3 separate regions of the Mus musculus genome follow, and regions 1 and 3 are each linked to region 2. The links are chromatin contacts, called in public promoter capture Hi-C maps. All regions are on one chromosome and are shown on one strand. Each heading gives the region's core, a stretch centred on a gene start, on an enhancer-like site or on the middle of the called end of the contact. The rest is flanking DNA. Distances are from core to core; before and after follow the strand shown.

The links. Promoter capture Hi-C pulls out the DNA fragments that hold promoters and counts their contacts. Capture Hi-C pulls out chosen DNA fragments and counts their contacts.
Region 1: a promoter capture Hi-C map of pancreatic islet shows a contact between it and region 2. The contact joins the promoter of Mpp3 here to the promoter of Fam171a2 in region 2. A contact is called at or near these places in 1 of 39 promoter capture datasets (the C10 cell line), 4 of 115 datasets of contacts at active chromatin or transcription factors (embryonic forebrain, embryonic hindbrain, embryonic stem cells and 1 more) and 1 of 9 other capture datasets (pancreatic islet).
Region 3: a contact with region 2 is called in a promoter capture Hi-C map of embryonic stem cells, with 4 times the contacts expected there. The contact joins the promoter of Ppy here to the promoter of Fam171a2 in region 2. A contact is called at or near these places in 13 of 39 promoter capture datasets (the 3T3-L1 cell line, 3T3-L1-derived adipocytes, HPC-7-derived erythroid cells and 8 more), 2 of 484 Hi-C or Micro-C datasets (embryonic stem cells and stem cell-derived epiblast-like cells), 6 of 115 datasets of contacts at active chromatin or transcription factors (embryonic limb bud, embryonic midbrain and embryonic stem cells) and 3 of 9 other capture datasets (adipose tissue, liver and pancreatic islet).

What each region holds. Positions count from the first base shown.
Region 1 is chr11:102,024,738-102,028,354 of GRCm38.p6, forward strand. It overlaps Mpp3 (membrane protein, palmitoylated 3 (MAGUK p55 subfamily member 3)), which reads right to left and starts at 2,218. Exons shown (of 19, transcript NM_007863.2): 1 at 2,130-2,218; 2 at 995-1,119; 3 at 644-762; 4 at 340-417. The coding sequence starts at 1,019.
Region 2 is chr11:102,445,722-102,449,723 of GRCm38.p6, forward strand. Fam171a2 (family with sequence similarity 171, member A2) reads right to left here and starts at 1,942. Exons shown (of 8, transcript NM_199200.2): 1 at 1,677-1,942. The coding sequence starts at 1,794.
Region 3 is chr11:102,099,631-102,103,431 of GRCm38.p6, forward strand. Ppy (pancreatic polypeptide) reads right to left here and starts at 1,689. Exons shown (of 4, transcript NM_008918.2): 1 at 1,636-1,689; 2 at 891-1,081; 3 at 536-653; 4 at 301-436. The coding sequence starts at 1,081. The coding sequence ends at 542.

The DNA.
Region 1 (3,617 bases), core at 968-3,467, 420 kb before region 2:
CCCAGGCTAAGGCTAACAAAGTCCTCCTTGATGCCAAAAGGTTCAGGAAAGACTAGAATGAAAGAGGACTGAACTACAGCTCAGCCATGCAACACCTACCTAGCATGTACAAGACTTCAGGTTTGAATCCAAGCAACACACACACACACACACACACACACACACACACACACACACTAAAGGGAGAAGAAGGAGGGGAAGCAACCCCTCTCTCTTCATCCTCAGCCTCCCAACCTCTGATGTCCCCAGCTAGGCAGTGGCTACAAGGTGAGTTAGAGCCTTTTCTGGGCTTCGGGTTGTGCGCCACCTTAAGCCAAAACATTAAAATCTGGGACTTACATCCTCAGCAAGGGCCATGGCGCTGTGGAGGACTGGGGTTGGACTCTGCCTCTCATAATAGCGGAGTTTCTCATGAATCTGCAAAGACATTTGATTTCTGCTTTTACCCTAAATACCATACACAGCACCCAGGGTTGTGGTGACACCTAGGGCCACAGGCTGGGTCCCCTCCATAGCAGCATATTTGGAAAGCCCTGACTAATGAGTTAGAAACCTTCCAGGGGCAGGGGAGTGGCTGAGATGGCACAGAAAGAGCCTCCCTTAGGGATGGGGGTGGGGGGTGGCTGAGCCAGCGGGGGTTCACCTTCATTAAATAACTGAGGCTCTTCTCACTGAAGACATCTCTCAGGAAGCCCATCTCCTCCCTGTGGTTGGAGTCAGGCCTGAGCTGAGAGGTGAGCAGTGCCAGGGTCTCATGCAAACCTGAGGAAGAGCCAGAGAAACAAGGTCCAGTAACAGTGGCACTTCCTGTCCTTGAAAAGTCTCGCAGACAACACTCCCATCCTGCCTTGACACCGTTCACCCTGCAGGCTCAGGCCTGCCGGGCAACAGATCGGTCAGAGGCAGCTGCTACAGCACTGGTCCTGCTTATGGTTTGGTTTTCTCCAATCCTGGGAGGCCCCCCGAAGCTGCAGCCCAGGTTAAGGACACTCACCCGAGTCTTCAGACAGTACTGGCATGCCTGTGCCCAGCAGGTCCCCAGCTGTCCCTACAGTTTGTGTGGGTGGGAGAGGAATCTCTCAGTAATGAACACACATCACCAGGATCTGCTTATGACCTCTGTGAGGACAGAAGAAATAAGATGGGGGGTGGGGGGGAGAAACAGTCACTTTTTGGGGAGGAGGTTGGGCAGGGAGCAAGACTTCTTGGGCGCCCCCAATACACTAAAGATGCTGCTCTTTTCTGACTATGCAGAAAGCCTTAAAGGATGAACACCAATGCACCCATTTTACTGATTAGGAAACAGAGACTGGGCATCCCTAAATAACTTTTGAACCAGAATAGGTACTCAGATCACTTCTTCCAGACTGACCTTGGCCTAAAGTCCCCCTGCTTGTGCGGTATGCTCTCGACCACAAGCTCTGTCCTCTCTATTGCTGGTACCTTCCAAGAGTGCTTGCTCAAGTCTCAATATCCCTTCAACAAGTACCTGGTTAAGGCCTGCAAGAGCTCCCACCGCCGACCCCACCTCCAGCCCCCAACCCAAAGAGAGCCTCCAGTCTGAAGACAGAAGAAGTGAGAGCGGAGTTTCTGTTCTACCGGAAGCAGGTACCCTATCTCAAGAGCTCCCCTCCCCAGGTGCTCTGTAGCACGTGGACCTCAAAAAAGTCCTCCTTCAGAGAGGGACAAGGACTCATGATTCATTCATTCGACAGACATGGAGCCAGCCCGCTGCGTGGAGCACCAGTCACATCGAAGGCAGAAGAATGGTACCCGACCCCCGCCCCCACGCCGGGCTCACCCCTCGGCGGCTTCCAGCTGCGGCCCCCGACTGCCCCCGACTTCCCCACACAAACACACACTCCCGGCTCCAGCCGGTTTCCCAGAGGAGCTGGGGGGGGGGGAGCAAACCCCCGAGGTGGGGGGAGATGGGATGCAGAGCGGCGGGAATGAGCGGGGCGCACGGGATGCGCGGACGCCGAGCAGTGAAGGGGACCGCGGGCTGGGAACGGAGCCCCGCCGGGGAGGGTGGGCCGCAAGGCAGTGGTGCACCCGAGGGGCGGGTCTCCGCTCCCCCTCCCCTCCCCGCCGCGCACCAGGTCCCTTGTGTGCCACGCGCTGCTTCTTACCTCGTCGCGCCAGGATCTGGGATCGGTGACCCGGAGCCGCGCGGGAGCCACCAGCCTCCGCTGCTACTGGCTCCGCCTCCGCCGGCCCCTCCCTGTCGCGGCGCGCGGGGTCGGGGCAGCGCGCACGGGCGGGGGCGCAGCGCGGGCCCGGAGGGGTGGAGCGCGGCCCCGCAGGCCCCCCTCGCAGGCCCCGCCCAGCGCCCCCGGCTCCCGGTGGACACCTGCTCCGCCGAGAATCCGATTTTGCAAACATTGATTGAGAGCCCCGCAAGTGCCAGGCACTGTGCCAGGGGCTGGAGCTTCAAAGCCAAACGAGGAAGAGAGGCTGTGCTGGGTCATTAGCAAGCCGAGCAGGGGGCGGGGGGCGGGGGAGGGGGGCGGGAGAGGGGTGTGCAGCGGGCAGCAGCCCGGCCAACCCGTGGCAACAATGCTACGTGCTGCGAAAGATTTATCGGTGCACGCTGCCCTGGGGACGGGGAGGCGCGAGGGAGGAGAAGTACGCCTGGGAAGAAGGCAGCTGGATGCTGCCTGCCTGGGTGGGAGGAGGTAGGGCTGAATAAGAGAAAAAAAAGAAAAAAGAAAGAAAGAAAGAAAAAAAAAAGAAAAGAAAAAAGACTCTAGTGTCCCAGGCTTTACTGGGGCGGGGGCTGGGGGAGGAGGTGCGGTGGCTCCGAAATAGCTGGTTTCTATTGTGCTCCCTCTATCCCCATATACTCCTAGGATTACCGATTATTAGCCTCAGATAGAGAGCCAAAATTATTTCCTCGCTTCAGTTAAAGAAACTGATGTGTATGCAGGAAGCAGTAGAAAGGTACCACTGTGTGAGTGAGCAGTGGTGTGGTGTAGGGGTCTTAGAGGATGAGACGTGGTCTGGTGGGTGTGTCCCCTCCCTTCAAATAACAGCATCAAAGAACAGCGCATTCTAAGCCGGTTAGGAGGCACATGTCCCAGAGAGGTAGGCAGTCGACAGTCTTTGCAGCTTGCAGTGAACAGGCAGGCTGTAAGAGGGCAGCAAATGTCACCAAGAAATTTCCCTTCGTCCCTCAAGCTGCTCCAAATTGTGTCTATGAGTCACCTGAGGCTTGTGGGGCAAGTAGTATCAGTCTACATTTATGACAGGCCCCAGTGACGTGATATGGGTAGACAGACAGCAGGCCCCATTTAGAGCAGAGAAAAACTAAGAAATGGTCTTGGTTAGGTTTTCTACTGCTGCGTTGAAACACCATGACCAAAAGGCAAGTTGGGGAGGGAAGGGTTTACCTGGTTTACACTTCCATCACAGGAGGAAGTCAGGACAGGAACTCAAGCAGGGATAGAACCTGGAGGCAGGAGATGATGCAGAGGCCATGGAGGGGTGCTGCTTATTGGCTTGTTTCCCGTGGCTTTCTCAGTCTGCTTTCTTGTAGAACCCAGGACCACCAGGCCAAGGATGCCACCACACACAACGGTCAGGGCCCTCCCCACTTGATCACTAACTGAGATCCTTAC
Region 2 (4,002 bases), core at 692-3,191:
GAGTCTGACTGCTCCCAGCCCCATTCTAGGCTTAGGAACAGCTGGAGAAAGCAGCTGGGAAGAGAGGATCCTGGAGTCTGAAATTTTGTCACTTGAGGGAAGCCTTTTGGCTCAAGGGCCAAAGCCTCAAAAGAGGTAGAGGAGGGACCTGGGAAACAAAACAGAGGTGGGCAGGTAAGGCCGGAAGGAAAGTCAGCACCAAGCTGGGAGGTGGGGCAGGTGTCTAGCAGACTCCTTTCCCTGCTTCCCCACAGCCTGGGCTCCCCGCCAGCTGCCTGAGAGAGCCCCTTATTCTGGCTGTATTCCAGCCAATTCCCTGGGCCCTTCCTCCCTCCCCTGGGCCTTGGAGGAGGAGAAGCTTCTTAGCTTGGGCCTCTTCTCTGGGAGATTAGGGGAGACTGAGGCACAGGAAGATCCCTCCCCACCCTCAAAGCTTGGCATTCCATACAGTATCTGCATCTCTCCACTTGGCTAGCCCTGCCTTGTTCCAGGAGGAAATCCGACCTCCTTCCTTCATCCGGACCCTACTTCCCTCAACCAGACCCCCGCCTTCCGCCTTTCCTGCTAGCTTCTGGTGTGTGTGTGTGTGGGGGGGGGGTGGCATAAGGAGCAAAGAACACTGTTTCAGGATGGAACCGCAGGCAGGGAAGGAAGAGCAATTGTGGGGTGGTGGCGCAGGAACCAGAAAGGTGGGAGAGGGAAGCAGGGATGAGGAGAAGAGAGGCCCAGAGCACCCACGAGTGAGCTGTGGAGTCAGGGTGTCCAGCTCCCAATGCAGGGGCCAGCTCTACCTTCACCTCACACACCCATGTGGGCCAGGTTAGGCGTTAGGAGGGTCAGGGTCTCCTTTGGGGGCGGGGGAATGAGTGAAATGAAGAAGGGAAGCTGGTAGAAGAGAGTAGTAGCAAGAGACAGGCTGGACAAGGACCCAGACACCTGCCCTCTCAGCTGGTACTGCCCACAGCTAGCCAGCCAGCTCAGCATGGCTCCGTGACCACAGCCCTGCCATGCGCCTTGAGCCGGGAATCACAATAACGCCTGTACTCGCCCCCCCCCTTCCAAATGCATCCCCTCCCTCTAGCATGAGCTGATCAGTGTTTATTCGGTGAGCCCCAAATTCTAAACCTGGGGGGGGATTGGCTAGAAGCTGTCAGGCTCCTGGGTGAAAACCCCATTCGAGCAGTCAATCCCGCCTACAGCCTCACCCACTCCCCCTCTCCCCTCCCCCCTCGCAGCCCAGCTCTAAGCTCCCAGCCCCAGTCCGGCCAGGGTGGCAGCCGATGTCTGCGCCCCCACCCAGCCTGGGTCGCAGCTAGGGACCCGCGGGGGGCTGCGGAGCCGGCGCCCGCCCCAGCCCGCCCCTGGGCGGGTGTCTTCCGCAGACAATAGCTCTGGCTGCAGTGCCTCGCGGACCAGGAGGGAGAAAAACAAGTCGGAGGAGGCGGCAGCGCCGAGCCTGGAGACCCTCGCCCTCTCCATTGTGTCTCCCCAAGACCCCCGCAGCAAACAGTCCCCCAATCTCTCCCCCAGAAGCACCGATCTCAGGTCGCCTTCCCCCCGCCATCCTGGGAGCAGAATGCATCCCAAGTCACTAGCACCGTGAAGAGGGGGCCAGCGGTGGCAGCCGATCACAGGGTACAGGCCCACGATCGCCGCCCCTCGAGGCCGATACTCACCCTGCGGGCTGGGGGGCTCCGGCGGAGACTTGCCGGGAGCCCGGGAGGCGCCGCCGAGCAGCAGCCCCAGCAGCGGCAGCAGCCGCGCGAGGACGCCGGGGCCACTCGGCGGCGGCATCGCGGGGCTCGGCCGGGCCCTAGCGGTCCATCGTTGCCGCCCGGCCCTGATCGGCCGGCCCCGCTCAGCCCCAGTTCTGCACCGCTCTGTGCAGCTCCGGGTTGGGCTCCCGCTCCGGCTGCGGCGCCCGCTCGGCGCGATTGTCTCTGCCCGGAGCGGCCGCCAGCGCCCCCTGCAGTCGACACCCGGCACGGCGGGCCAGCGGGCACCGCCCCCTCGAGGCCCGGCTCTGCCTGCAGCCCACCCGGCAGCCCCCACCCGGTAACCCAAGATTCCAGACAGCAATGGAGTGCAGCGATTAGGGGGCAATTACCCGGGTTGGGGTTGGAGAGCTCTTGAGATGTGGTGTAAAATTGAGGGGTAGGAGAATGGCTATTGCCTACTCCTAAGGGCTGTAGTTGGAAAGAGTGAGAATTTTCTTCTCCCACACCGAGAGCTCCGTAGTGTTGAGGAGGCTGCGGTCTCCATCCAACATTGGGAAGCTGACCTGTGGTCATGTCAGCCTCCTCCCCCGCCCCCCATGACTTCCATTCAGAAACAGGCAAGACAAGTTCCTTACAGCCTTCTTAGCCTCTCTTGCTTTAAAGAGGATGGTCTGAAGTTCAGAATGACCTCGAACTCATGGCCCTTTTCCTGCCTCCGCTTCCAGAGTGTTGGGATTTCAAATGCAAGCCGCTATATTCAGCCTCACTTATCCTTTAAAGTGACAATCATAATAATCTCTACCTAGTAACGTGGTTGAGATACCAAGGTGTGTGTGAGGGGTGGTTCGGGGTGATGGTGGAGGAATGCCAGGCACCTTTTATCCCAACAGGAAGAGCTCTGTGAGTTCAAGGCCACTTTGCTCTACATAGCCAGTTCCTGGTCCTCTGACACAAGTCTGACAGGTGCACCGGTGCAGTAAGTGGTGCTATTGTTGGCCGGGGAGGGGCTTGCCTCCCTTGGAGTAATAAGACCTCCTTCTGGAGGAGACATCTGGCTAGAGAGGTTTTGTAGAAGTGGAAGCAGACGCCTCCCCCCACAAAAGAATCCCATTGGTTCCGGCATCCTGATTGACAAACTGGATCTTCCTTCGCTGAACCCCATGTTTGAAGACAAGCTCCCAAACAACCTTTCTCTCCTTATCGTTTCTGGCTGTCACTATCCCTTAGCTTCTGTTTTGCGTCGTTCTCTCTGCCCAGTCACCTCTTCAGCACAGCCTGCTACCCAGGAGACCTATGACAAGGATGGCTTCCCCTAGGGGACGCAGCAGGCTTCCCTCTGACTAAGTCTCTCTACTTAAGGGGGCAAAGTCACCAGGTCTTTCCCTTCATCCCTTCCTTTCCTCTTTCCCTCTTTTCCTTCTTTCTTTCTCCTCCCCTCATTTCCATCTGTTTCCTCTTCCTCCTCCTTCTTCTCACCGCCCCCGCCCCCCACCTCAGACCCTGGAGTAGCCAGCCAAGGGTAGAGGGGATTGCACGCAGCATCTCTTCCTTTTTAATAGAGATTTCCGTGTAACCATATTTCCCAGTTCTGTGCTTATGTAACTTTTTTTTTTTTTTTTTTTTTTTTTTTGGAACCTAAGTGCAGGCTTTAGCGCTCTTCCTTGGTGAATTTCATCGTGTTGGTCTCAAGCCGACTTCACAATCTGTCAGAGCTCCCTGGAATCTGCCTTGCTTGCCCACTGTATTATCCCTGTGCCTGCCACAGCCAGGAGTTATCTGTGGGGCAGAGAGGCTACTGCTGCCTTCGTTCAAGGATCTCCTGATGTCTCTAGGCAGCCCAGAGTTGACATGGAGCTGAGACACCCCAGAGAGACCCCCCCACCGCACCCCAGTTTTATCAGGATCATTCAGATCTAAAATCCCAGCCACTACAATCCCGCTCACATTTCTCTCGTCCGTGAGGCCCAAGGCTAAAATGCTTTGCTGGGATCAAGATAGGTGGTCTGGGCCATTCAGTTGCAATGACTGACTGACTCCAGAGGAAATTTGGCTGGTATTCAAGGATCACGGCTTAATCTTTACTTAGATATTCAGTCACCCAGCTAGAAACCTGTTCTGGAACTTGCCATGCATGGATGTCAAATCATTGTTATCAGGATTTACCATTTTACCCCTCTGGGTACAATCAAGTATGGGCTCTGGTGAGGTGAATATATGCACCTCTTCTGTCCCTGGACACGTAGCATTGAATTCAGTGTTCAAGGCGTGTCTGCTCAGCCACCAC
Region 3 (3,801 bases), core at 439-2,938, 350 kb before region 2:
ACCGCCCAGGTTACAGGAGCCGTCTTGAGGGTACATTTGGGAACAGGGCTGGCCTCGGGGGAGGAGCTAGATGGTTTAGGGGTGCTGGGATGGGAAGATTAAGCTTAGAACTGTGACATCACAGACCTTTCTGGAAAGGAATCTCACTTCTCTCTAGACCACAGCTTCCTTCTGTGAAAGGAATGAGCTGAGCCCCTATATACACTCAGGATTATCTCCTACCCCCAGGCCCCTGCCTCCCTGACTGTGAACTTTACCTGCTTCTGCCTCTATGGGTGCACACACACTCACACACGGGCTATGATTTTAATTTGCTTTATTTAGTTTGCAAGGGAGCAGGTTGTTGCAAGACTGCAGAGGAAAGAGCTGGACCTGTACTCTCCTACAGCCACGGGCTGAAGACAAGAGAGGCTGCAAGTCCATTGGGCAGAGCTCCCTGTAATGAAAGAAGGGAATCATGAGGAAGGACAGTCCTTGTACCCCAAGACCTTGTTTTCCCTTACTCCGCCTCCTCTGGATCCCCCCCTTTCCACACCTGCCTTCAGCTCCAGGGCGCAGAGCAGGGAATCAAGCCAACTGGGGGGCTGGTGCAGGGGGAGAGCTGCACTCCAGGAAGTCCACCTGTGTTCTCCTCCTCGGCTCTCTTCCCATACCTGGGAAGGAAGACAGCTGGGATAAGTATAGTTCTCACTGTCAGTCACCTGCTTTGTATCCCCCACGTAGACGCTTTCCTGCCCACGGCCCATGGATCCAAGCCACTCAGAAGTATTTTTTTCTCAGAGCAGGCATTGAAGAGACTAGGGTTAAAGAGCTCTCTCTCTCTCTCTCTCTCTCTCTCTCTCTCACACACACACACACACACACACACACACACACACACACCACCCTACCTAGGCCTGGTCAGTGTGTTGATGTATCTGCGGAGCTGAGTTTCATATTGTGCCATCTGCTCAGGTGTCGCATAGTCGCCTGGGTACATTGGCTCCAGGGGGGCTCCCCAGGTCCCCTGCAGGGGCTGCAGCAGCAGAGCCACCCAAGTGGATACGAGAAACAGGGAGAGGCAGCAGTATGCGACGGCCATCTAATGAACAAGGAATCGTGGAAGCAGAACACAGCCCATCAGCAGATCCTCCTGTGTCCAAGACCTACCTGCCCAGCCACCACCTACCACACATTTCTTCAAGCCAAGCCTGGGGACAAGGGCAGACCCAGGAGCCACCAGCATCAACCACCTTCCTTCCCTAGAAAACAGGACACCTCCACATACACACCCCTCAAGCCAGCAGCCAGAGTACCCAAGCCTTGGCAACATAAAAAAACAGCAGAAGAACTAGGTATGAAGGCTGGATACACAGGACTTAGGACACTGATGGCTCTGAGGAGGCAGGAGTAGCCAGAGCTGGTGGGAACCACAGGGTGGGGGACACAGAATTAACTTGTAAAGCAAAGGGACAGAAGTCTATGACACGGTGGGTCCTGCTTTCCACTGACAGGTTTGTCCAGATGCAGAGAAAGACCCAAGGAGGACTTTAGGTCCCTTGAGGGATCCAGCCCTACGAAGCACCAATTCCGACCCTCCATCACCAGCCTCAACCCAAGGAGTCCCCAGAGGCAGGACAGAGTGAGCTCACTTACCCTGTGTGCTGAGCTAGTGAGTGTTGGGCCCAGACACCTACCTCCTGCTGGACTGTCTCCCTGTTCATGGCTGTGCCCCTTTATAGTCCTCAGCACCCCCAGAGTCCCCGCCTCCTGTCAGCCTTTCTTGCTGCCAGCCTTTAACCACCACCACCCCCCTTTTGCTCTCTGCCTGGTTTCTGAAACACGGGCACTGTGGCCAGAAACAGGAAAGCACCAGGTCAGCATTCTAGATGTCGGAGGAGCACAGAAGAAAAAACTGGACCATGACAAGGTCTCATGGGGGTCCGTATCCAGCTTTGGACACCAGAAGAGGTTTGATTCATAAATGACAGGATCCTGACATGGTAACCCAAAGGTTCTAGCCACTAGCCTCAGCATGGCCTCCCCAGAGACAACCCCAGTCGCCAATAGGCTTTCCTTGGGGTCTGGATAGAAGCTGAAGCTAGGCTTTACCCCTACCATGAGGGATGGAATTCGGGCCTTCAATCCAGCTAGATCAAGGAAGGGACAGAGATGTCTCACATCCTAAAGCCACTTGGAAGGGAGTGGAGAAAGCCATTTGATGCGTGTATCGAATGCCAGCTTAGGTCCTGTGGGCCAGGGTTCAGAGGCCACAGGGTTCGTGGGGAAGGGACAGTTCCTGGCAGCTGTTTCCTTTCCCAGCACAGAGCTCTGTCCCAGGGGAGTGCTAAAAACCAGCATCACTTATAAGCTTCAAGTTGCCCCCCAAAAAATGCCATGCTGTCGTCCCACTGAACCCCTACAAGGGAACCTATTTAACAGACAAAAAGTGGGGAGACTACCAGAGGAGGGAACGCTTGTCCAAGACTCAGGGTCAGCCTTCACTTCCTCCCCTGAGAGATTCTTCTGGTGCCACTGCGTGACAGGAGAAGCCACTTGTCCCTTTCATGTTCAGTGTCCTTTTCCCAGACAGACCTCCACCCTGCTCAAGCCAAGAGCAGTCACTGGCTCTGTTTATTTTGACCCCTGTGAAGGGAGCAAGGGCCTCTCTCTCTCCCGATGTTCTGCTCTCAGGACAGAACAAGAATCATCACCGCGGGCTCTGGGAACGCAGGAAGTGAGAGGGGAGAAGGTGACAGCAGGCATCTGTCCTGATAAGGTTAGAGGTCAGATAGGCCTAGCTCCAATTGAAGTCCGCGTCACTGCCCTCCTGTTGGGAGCATGATCCAATTAGAGCTCCTAGGGTTCGATTTCTTACTCTGTAAGGTGGGCTCATTGCATCCATCCCCAGACTTGAAGAATCAAAGAGCCTTTTCCTCTCGGCTCTCATTTAAGGTAGCAAGAAGAGCACCAGCCGCTCAAAGTAAGTAGAGTTCATTTCTCAGCGATCCTGGCCCCTTCTCTGGGCTCAGGTTTCCCACTATGCAAAACCAGTGGCTAGTTCCGACTCGAGCCTCATGGCTGCCACCAGGGGGCGCCTGGCTCCGGCGCCGGTTTTAAGGATCCGGGTTTCCAGGGGCTCTAAACCTTGTGTTCTGGATTTTACTCCAGGTAAAAAGACTGTATCCGGGGAATGAGTCTGGTGTGGGAACTATTTACAGTTTGTCACGCAAGTCAACCAGCTTTGCTTGGTCCCAAGAAATCACAGCTGCTCTTCAAATGTCAACCCAATAGATCGAAATGACAGATTCCAGGGTCTCTGCAGGGGTAGTAGTGACAATCCAGGAGGAAGTAGTGCCTGTGCCTTCTAAATATTATGGTCACATCTGGAACACAGAGATAGCTCCTGATAGCCTTTGTGGGCTCCTGAAGTGCTTGCATAGAGCTTCCAGGAAGACACACGTGCTCACCTGCAGATAAACCAAGTCACTAGTGGCTCCTTAGTAGCCACGTGCTCTCTGGACAAGGAAGATAGCTACCGGCCAATGTGATAATGGGGTTAGGAGAACAGTCCAGAAACACGAGGGTGAATGAAGTAGGTGAAGGAAGGAAGGAAGGAAGGAAGGAAGGAAGGAAGGAAGGATGGAAGAAAGGAAGTGCAGAGACCCCAAATACAACCTACACGACAGGCATTTGGCTAGCATCCTGTGCTCTGTCATACCCTTTCCTGGCTCTCTTACCTCAGCCCCTGCTGCTCTTAGAGCACAGGCCAAGAAAGAGTCATTCAGGGCACACGGGGTTTTGTTTGATTCTGTTCAGTAG